Regions from separate parts of the Rattus norvegicus genome. Here region 1 is linked to region 2. Evidence: chromatin contacts called from public Hi-C data. All regions are on one chromosome and are shown on one strand. The core of a region is the stretch at or near the end of the contact, and the rest is flanking DNA. Distances in the headings are between cores, read along the strand shown.

Region 1 (4,160 bases), core at 849-3,348, 44 kb after region 2:
GTGGTTATCTGCCTGGTGGGTACCCACGTAGATGAAGATGTAGCTGCGATCAAAGCACCTTGTGGGGTTTTTTTCTGCTGCTGATAATCTTACCCGCTGGTATGTGATTGCCTTAGGCTGCTGTATCCTGGCTACAAAATCATGGGCTTAAACAATGTGACAAGTCAGAGTTGGCAACCTCAGACTTACCAGATCTGCCTTGTTGACCCTGTGTCTGCAAGTGTGAAGGTGGTGAACGTGCCTTTCCACTTAGCACTGAGGTAAGAGCCGCCGTGTGTGCTTGACTCCCCTGTGCACGGCTTGCCTGGTCCTTGACCTCAGGCTTTTTTGTTTCCTTGTTCGTTTTCTGTTTAGCATTTGGTGATTTGTTTGGTCACTAGATGATTCCTTTAGAGTTAAATAGGAAACAAGAGACAAGAGACAAGTTGGATTGCGTGAGGATTAGAAGGAACCCAGATCCTCATTCTGTAATAAGTTGTGTTTATTACTTCAGTGACAAGAAGAGTGAAAGAGCCAAGGACCTGCACTTAGTGAAGAAGCTGGCCGCCCTGCTGAGAGCAAAGTCCCCTAGGCCGGGTAGGTGCCGCTAATCAAATCACGGGACAGCACGGCTCACTGTGAGTGCCTCCAGGAACCCCACTGTCCGCACACAGCCTTTGCAGGATGAGGGGGGGTCGCGTTTCTCTCCGTGCTTGGGGAGGAGGACGTGTGCATCTAGGGGTTCTCACTGCTCAAGAAAATGATGCGGTGGGGATTGCGGGGCTGTGACCCCTGTAGGATGACAGAGAAGGCAGACAGCTTGTCTTCCGTGGAAACGCCTTTCTAGGATAAACAACATTGCAGTCTCATTTCCTCATTTTAGATTCATTTGAAGCGGAAATAAAGGAGTTGATTCTTGACATTAAGTATCCTGCAACCAAGAAACAAGTAAGTGTGTAGTAGAGAATTTTCCTGCTGAGAAACCGATGTCACTCAATCCTGAGAAACATTTTATTTTCATAGTCCCACGTAGGAGTGAGTACCTGTTGTTTCTCTTTTTTAAAAATCTTAAGTAATGTTACTGTATATGTGACTGCATGTGTTCTATACACACACATACATAAATCCGGAGTAGCGGAAACCGTGATAACAACATAGGCACAGGTGTGTGACTACTGCCTCAGGAAATGGAAGCTTCCAAGACCTCTGAAGAGCCCAGCTGCCCCTCCTCCGTCCCAGCCCACCTCCCATCCCTGATAACTGTGTTTCTTGCTAACACTTCATTTCTGTGTAACACTCAGAAGCGTCTTGGTGTGTTCTCAGTTTTCTACAGTTGGAGACATGTTGTCTGCTGTGTTCTGTGACTTGTTTTAGTGTTTCTGTGAGTGCCCATGCTGAGTGGAGCTGAGCTGTAGCCCTTTAGTGTGCACACTGCAACTCATGCTCACTCTCCTGCGGTCAAACCAGTTTTTTAGTCAACCACAGTGTGTGGTTTTCCTTGTTTCCCAGCACACGATGCCGGTCTCTACCGAATGTGCAGCTGACAGTGGGATTGCTGGGCTGAGCTTTGCAGCTGTGTTAGTTGTGCATCGATTCTCCTAGCTCACTTGTCCTGAGGAGAGACCCAGGCACACAGCCCCACCCTCCCCAGTACGCCAGGCTCGGTGTTGAGATTCAGGTCAGTTTTGACTTTACTGACCTGAAGGACTCAGTCCATGAAACGTCCCCTGACTTTTAAATGCCAGCCGCCACCAGTAGGCTGTTAGGCTTCTGACCAACTGTGAGTTATGTTTGGTAGGTGGCTCACAGACTCAGGCAAGTTCTTGTTACATACATGTTGAAACAGATACTAAAGACTCCTGACAGCCAGCTAGGTGCACGGGGCAGTGCCTCTGCAGACCTGTGTGCAGCCTCCCTGTCTCTCCAGGAGTCTCGGCATGCTACAAAGCCTTAGCTCCCTGAAGTCCCAAAGCCTCTATTCCTGCAGGAGTTTATGGAGGCTTTGGAACTTGGAATGATCGCACCACTGACTGTTAATGGTCAGCTTACCCTTCAGTGTTCCTCCCTGGAGGCCGGGAATGGGGCTAAAATTTGGAATTCTCTAAGCGCCTGGCTGGTTGCCATGGTAACCAGCCCCATCTTGTGACTGTACTAGGAACTGCCTCACTAAAACAGGAGATGTTTGTGTTCTCTGCTACGAAGCTGCAGAGGTCTCAGGAGTTCTGTATCAGGAACACGAAATGTTACAAGGGAACATTCTCCCAGTTTCTGTGTCCACAGGGGTTTTAGCACCCTTCTTCCAGGAGCTGGGGTCAACAGGAGAAACATTCTTTAGCACCTGTCACTCAGGAAATTATTGTTAGAAACCACAGGAGCTATGAGCCAGGAACCAAGGGCAAAGGCCAGTGTGCATAGTATTGTGTCACTGTGTCTGTGGGAGAAACCAGTGAGGAGTGGTTTCTGTTGGAGCCATTTTTAAAAAATACTTTATTAGCTGGGCAGTAATGGCGCACGCCTTTAATCTTAGCACTCAGGAGGCAGAGGCAGGCAGATCTCTGTGAGTTCAAGACCAGCCCGTTTTACAGACTGAGTTCCAAGACAGCCAGGGCTACACAGAGAAACCCTGTCTCAAAAAGGAAACAAACAAAGTGCTTTATTGTTTTATTACAGAGCAAAAAAGCCTGGGATTTTCACTCTAATTTTCTATTCCACTGACTGCTAATTGGCCTTCTCTTCCTCAGGACAAAAATCTCAGTTATTGAACATGGCGTTGTGCCGACAGTGTAACTAACATCTGAGAGTTTAGCAAGTCATGGGGAAGGCCTTACGCTGAGTGTTCTCTCTCGTGCCATCACTACCCTCACCATGCACCACAGACCAGCAGAGCTGGGAAGATTCTCTTCCTCCTTCCCCTTGCCACACCACCGAATCGTACATGAAAGATGGATTTTCTTTTTTAAATGCTAGAAGAGTCACAATGGCCTATTGCCTCATAACACCAGAGGAAAGGCAGAGAATGAAGACCTTGAGAGACTGAATCCAGTGAGGGGAGAGAGTGCACTCACCCAGTGGCCTGCCCTGTTGGAAGGACAGCGGCGGGTCTGTTTGTCAGTTTCCTTCTGTGCTATCGATAGCTGCCTCATTGTAGGACTGGCAGTCGTGTGAGTCATTTGCTCATTTAGACCTCTCAGATAGAGACGTCATTGTGTTATGAGACTGATAGTTATCTTTTATTTATCTGTTTGTAGATGGTTTTTCTGTGTAGCTCTGCCTTCCTGGAACTCACAGAGATCATCCTGCCTCTACCTCCCAAGTGCTGGGAGTCCTGTGTCTTACCACAGCCAACTTAGACTTGGGGTTTTAAACTCCTCGTCTCATCAGTTAAAATCCAAAAGGATATGAAAGGATAAATACAAACTTTAACTGTTCCTGACTGGTCGCTGCCTCAGGTGTGACGAGATATTTTAGAGCCTGTAACTGAAGACGGTTAAGCATCTGGACTGGTTGTGATTGTTGAGGACAGAGTGTGGACTGTGTCTAGCATGGCGGGCGTGGCAGCCTGCCACGGTCATCGCGGCAGATGGTAATGAGGTAGCAGCTTCATATCCGGCATGCCAGCAACCACTCCAGATAGAGGCCAGTTCAGACTGCCCTTGTTATGTCGTGTGGCTATTCTGTGACCCAGCAACCACCCTGTAGTTACTCGCTCTCTGTCTGGGCATAGGCTCAGTCCCAGACTACTTTAAATGTGACTCGAATTCTCATTTGTGTGGCTGCAGTGTGGGGTAGCAGAGATACAGGTGTATGTGTAAAGCTAAATTATTGCTGCATAATCACTAGAATCCTTCACTGTTTCTTATAGGCTCTGGAAAGCATTTTGGCCAGTGACCGTGTGTCATTTTCCTGCCTTAGAAATGTTACTCAGACTTCAATGGACACTTTAAAAAACCAAGGTAATAGATATTAAGTTTTCCCTTCAGATTCTATATCTCATTATGGGACTTATGACACCATCATGTTATATTAATATAGAGATGACCAACAGGTAGCTAGAGGAAATTGGCAGATGGACACATAATCGGGTGTTTACCCTCTACCCTTAATACTGGGAGCTTTAAAGATTGCCCATCTCACATATGCTTTTGATTTCCGTCTGAACTGACTCTGTGTGTTAACTGTCA
Region 2 (4,616 bases), core at 1,144-3,643:
TTTATTTTTATTTATTTTTATCCTATGTGTGTGAGCGTTTTATCTTCATGTATGTATGTCTACCACATACCTTTCTCTTCTCCAAAGAGCTTAGCATAGGGTGTGGGATCCCCTAGGACTGGAATTGCAGATGGTTGTGAGTCACAACAGGAATGCTGGAGAAACCTCTGCATCCTAATGGCTAAGCCATCCCTCCAGCCCAATGCCCTTTTAAAAGATGGTCCCTGAAAGCCAGCTGCCTTTTCTACGGTTGTGATTATAGAATTATAGGTCCCCGATACTTGAAATACCTTACAGTAAATCTATCCAACATATATCTTATGGGTGAGCTGATGTGATACAAAAGTCATCTCATTTTGTAAAAGTTGCCCCAGTTTAGAAGCAGGAATTAAAAGTAACAGTCAGGGTACTCAGTTACCATTTGTGTCAGTGTTGGGCCCAAGTGTTCAACAGGCCTGACAGAAAACAAAGGTCCATACCCCATCTGATACTCTAAAAATTATTTCTGGGGTTGGGGCTTCAGCTCAGTGGTAGAGCACTTGCCCAGCAAGCTCAAGGCCCTGGGTTCGGTCCTCAGTTCTAGGGAAAAAAAATTATTCCTGTAATATCCTCTGCCTAATAGAAACTGGATCCCACCTGTTTCCTTTAGGAAATGAATACCCACAGGCTTTAGCATAAACACTGAAACCAATATCCGTTTTGCCTATTGTTTTTTTTAAGTTTTATTTTATATATGAGTTTGCTGTCTTCGGACACACCAGAAGAGGGCATCAGATGGTTGTGAGCCACCCTGTGGTTGCTAGAATTTGAACTCAGGACTTCTGGAAGAGCAGCCAGTGCTCTTAACCACTGAGTCATTTCTCCAGCCCGCCTTTTTGTTTTTATTTACATTAGAAAGTAGGTTAAATGGGCTTCAAGAGCTTCATCAGAGAAAGAGCAATTTTTTTTTCATTTACAAAATTAGGATAACACTTTTTTTTGAAGTTCATCATGGTGTAGTACACACATATAATCCCAGTGCTTGGACATTGAGGGGGATTGAAAGTTTGAGGCTAACTTGGGCTATATAGTCCTTATCTCAAGCAATCAAAGAATCAAGACTCTTTGAAGACATTTGTGACAGTCTAATGAGACAAGGTATGGAAATGTACTTTCAAATCCAATTGAAAGACTCAGGTTAATTTATGTGTATATACTTCAGCAAATATGTATCAAGGACTCGACTTGATTCCATCCTAAAGATCAGGTATATAAGGGGTTAAACAGAACCCCAGTCCTCCAAGAGTAAAAACGGTGATTTCCTGATTAAAAAAGAAAAAGTAAGGAAAAGTATCCGGTCAGCCATCCTGGTTACGTTCTGCCATCAGTGTTGTTCTTTCTCCCCTAGCATTCTTTCAATTTTAGTTAGCTGAGTAATTGCTTCACTTGGCCTGTGGTAGTCACTAGCTTTTTAGTTCTGTGGGGGCGTGTCCTCTTTTGTCCTGAAGCCCTGTACTTAGAGTGTGGCTGGTACAGAAAACACTAACCGATATTTGTTGGGCAGTTGAACCAACGGATGAAAAAGCAAATGGATGATTAAAACGCATGATCCAATACAGCGCAAGTCATACTAATACATCGGGCTCTCACAGTGCCCTGGCAATTAATAGGAGGAATTAATACGACCCCTTATGGAGCTGCTTTCCAGAGCTTTGTTACTTAAGACACTGTCTCACACACACTGCAGCCCACGTTAGTGGCTTCAACAGCCTGAAATCCACCTGCCTCAGACTTCTGAGGTAGGAAGGAGGGTTACAGGTATGGCGCGGCAGACTTTTTGGAGGGGTGGTTGGGGTTGGGGGAGAGGTTCAGTTGTATATTGCATGCTGAGAATAGTCGTGCACATTAAAAAAAATATATACGAAATTCTCAAGGCACCTATATTTTCGCAGGCACCTGCCCACACTCAGCTTAAACAGCCTCCTCAGTGAACTATCTAGGTCGTGTCCGTAGAAGCGCACCAACAAGATTGTTTGGGTGACTCGATGGCCCCCGCAAAGTCCAATTAGATCACCTTTGGAGGAAGGCCAGAATGACTGGACAAGCTCGCGTAAGGGCGAGGACCTAAGAGAGCAGCCAGGCGCCACGTCTGACTCTCGGCCACAGCACCGCGAGTCACATGTCCCGGACTGCACCCTCCCTCCGCTCCCGCTCGGCCTGCGCACGCGCAGCTTCGGGGCGGGCTACGCATGCGCATCACCCTCGCCCCGCGGGGAGTGCTGACAGCTTCCGGTCTGGCGTCCCCGCCCCCCGGGTGGCTGAAGCTTTCGGGTCTCGGTGCTGTCAGCCGTAGGGTAGAGTGGGCCGGGCGTGGCTAGGGACCACGAGCCCGGCGAGGCGGGGTCCCTGCAGCCATGGCCTGCTCCATCGTCCAGTTCTGCTCCTTTCAGGACCTGCAGTCCGCGCGCGACTTCCTATTCCCTCAGCTGCGGGAGGAGACCCCCGGAGCCCTGAGAAGGGACCCCAGTAAGTGTCCAGGCGACCGGGACGCGGCCGAAAGCTTCCCCTCGGCGTCCCGTCTCTCTCAGCCTCAGCTTTCTGCGTCTCGCGTCCTGTCGCCTGTCTGTCACCGTTCCCCACCCCCTCCTTCCCAGTTCCAGCTTCACGTCTTCTCCCTCTGCCCACCACCTGCTCCGGGATCGCATCCCCTGCCCCAGTCCCTGCCTAATGTCAGTCCTCTACCCTGTGCTTGTCCCCAACTCCCATCCCACTCCATCCCTGGGACTGTGGCCTTTGCTCTGCTTAGCATCCCCACCCTCTTCCATCACTCTTCTGTCATTCGGATTGACGGAATAAATGGCCGATTGGCAAGTGAAGGGCTTTTTAAGGTGGTGAGTAAACTCCCAAATAAGAAAAGTAACCTCTTAGGAGGTGAAGAGAAGCCAGGGTAGGTTCTAAAAATTACAGCCACATGGTCTAAGAAAGTTAATTGGCGTTTATTGAGGTGAGAAACAGCACCTGTTATTACCATCAAAGAATGTTAACAAGCCCTTCTTCAGGAGTATAAATCCCAAGGCTGGGTTATTAGATGCTGTATATTACCTGAGGATTTATTATATGCGCCTTTGTTTCTCCTTTTGAAAGAGGGTACCTTGTGCTGCTTTTTTTATTTTTAATATGAAAACCATTTTTGCTCCTTAGCTTTGCTACTTCGTACTATAGCAAAGTGGTGATATAAAACCCAGTAATAAAAATCCTCTCCCTTTCACAATTTAGAAGCTATTGCAGGGCACTAGGAAGATTCGGCCTCACACTCAAGGTCAGCTTGGGTCTGTCTGAAAAATGACTGAAAATATCAAATTAGGAATGAATAGTCTGTTCCAGTCATTGCTGCTACATGCCACTTAAATTTGGTAGTTTCCGTCTTGTTGGACCTGTGATTCCCTGGTAATATCGCACGTGAACGAGGGTGCCCTAACATGCTACATGGCTTAGCAGGCATGTGTGTTGAGAGAGAAAGACAGCCATATCTGAAATGCTTGTGGTTTGTCCAAGTGAGCAGGTAAAACTCGCACAGTAGAGACATCCAACACTTGCTATGGCATCGGGAGTCAGGACATTCATTAGTTAATTCATTTAAAGTGTGAAGTGTGGTTTCAGTCTATAGGATTGCTAAATATTGTGTTTTGAACTTGCTACAGAAGATATAACCTTAGAGACTAAAGTTGGAGAGTCTGATAAAGGTTCTTGGAAAGGTGGAAGAGAGTAGCAGAGAGAAGCCAGGTGACGGAAATGTTTTGGAAGCTGAAGGAGAGGATATGATCCCGCTAAGGGGTGGTCAGAAGTTTTGAAAATGTGACAGAGGTCAGATAGGACTAAGAAAGCGCCCACTGGTGTGGGGAAGATGACAGTGACTGGGACCCTAGCACTGTTTTTAGTGGCACAGTGGCCAGAAGTGTGGGTGTAGGGCGTTGGAGGAATCGGAAGGCGGATAGTGAAGAAGGTTGTGAAGGACAACTGATGTGGGGTGAGAAACGGGATGTGGAGAAGAGGATCCCATCTCTGTACTGTTGGCCACCATCCCAGTCCAGGCCACCGTGTCTCAGCCTGGGCCTACTTCTGGGCCCCTCTTAGCTTCTTCTAATTAGCTTTCAACAATAGTCCTGGTAAACTTTAGGGTGTGTGTGTGTGTGTGTGTGTGTGTGTGTGTGTGTGTATTTGTATTTTCTCACATTCTCCTCCTTATAATCCATACTGGTTCTTATTGTACTTTAACTTAAAAATCAATAATTCTGGGGGTTGGGGATTTGGCTCAGTGGCAGAGCGCTTGCCTAGGAAGTGCAAGGCCCTGGGTTCGGTCCCCAGCTCTGAAAAAAAGAACCAAAAAAAAAAAAAATCAATAATTCTGGACCAGTGAGAAAGCTCAGCAGGTAATAGTACTTACTTGCAAGCCCGACTACCCAGGTTTGATCTGAAGAGCCCATATGATGGAAGGAGGGCACTGACTCCTGCAAGCCCCTCACCCCTGCACATACACCATGGCACAGGCATGTGTTGGTGAGTGCACACACACACACACACACACACACACACACACACACTAAATGTCTTTTAAAATCTAAATTCCTGTGAGGGTT

Evidence for each region. A called contact is a pair of places that touch in the nucleus more often than the background predicts.
Region 1: a Hi-C map of hepatocytes shows a contact between it and region 2, with 2.1 times the contacts expected there. The contact joins the enhancer-like site here to the promoter of Rab3gap2 in region 2. A contact is called at or near these places in 3 of 12 Hi-C or Micro-C datasets (the A7r5 cell line, Schwann cells and hepatocytes) and 1 of 1 datasets of contacts at active chromatin or transcription factors (oligodendrocytes).

Annotation. Positions count from the first base shown.
Region 1 is chr13:99,331,498-99,335,657 of GRCr8, forward strand. It overlaps Rab3gap2 (RAB3 GTPase activating non-catalytic protein subunit 2), which reads left to right. Exons shown (of 35, transcript NM_001040154.3): 15 at 117-260; 16 at 494-576; 17 at 863-927; 18 at 3,842-3,932. Among named protein-coding and RNA genes, the nearest start is that of Mir664-2, 8.9 kb to the left of the region's middle. Within about 2 kb of position 2,099, at least 34 of the 93 cell types and tissues checked have an H3K27ac peak or open chromatin away from gene starts, as enhancers often do. A contact at or near this core is called in Schwann cells and hepatocytes, where this site is marked.
Region 2 is chr13:99,286,719-99,291,334 of GRCr8, forward strand. Rab3gap2 (RAB3 GTPase activating non-catalytic protein subunit 2) reads left to right here and starts at 2,394. Exons shown (of 35, transcript NM_001040154.3): 1 at 2,394-2,505. The coding sequence starts at 2,394.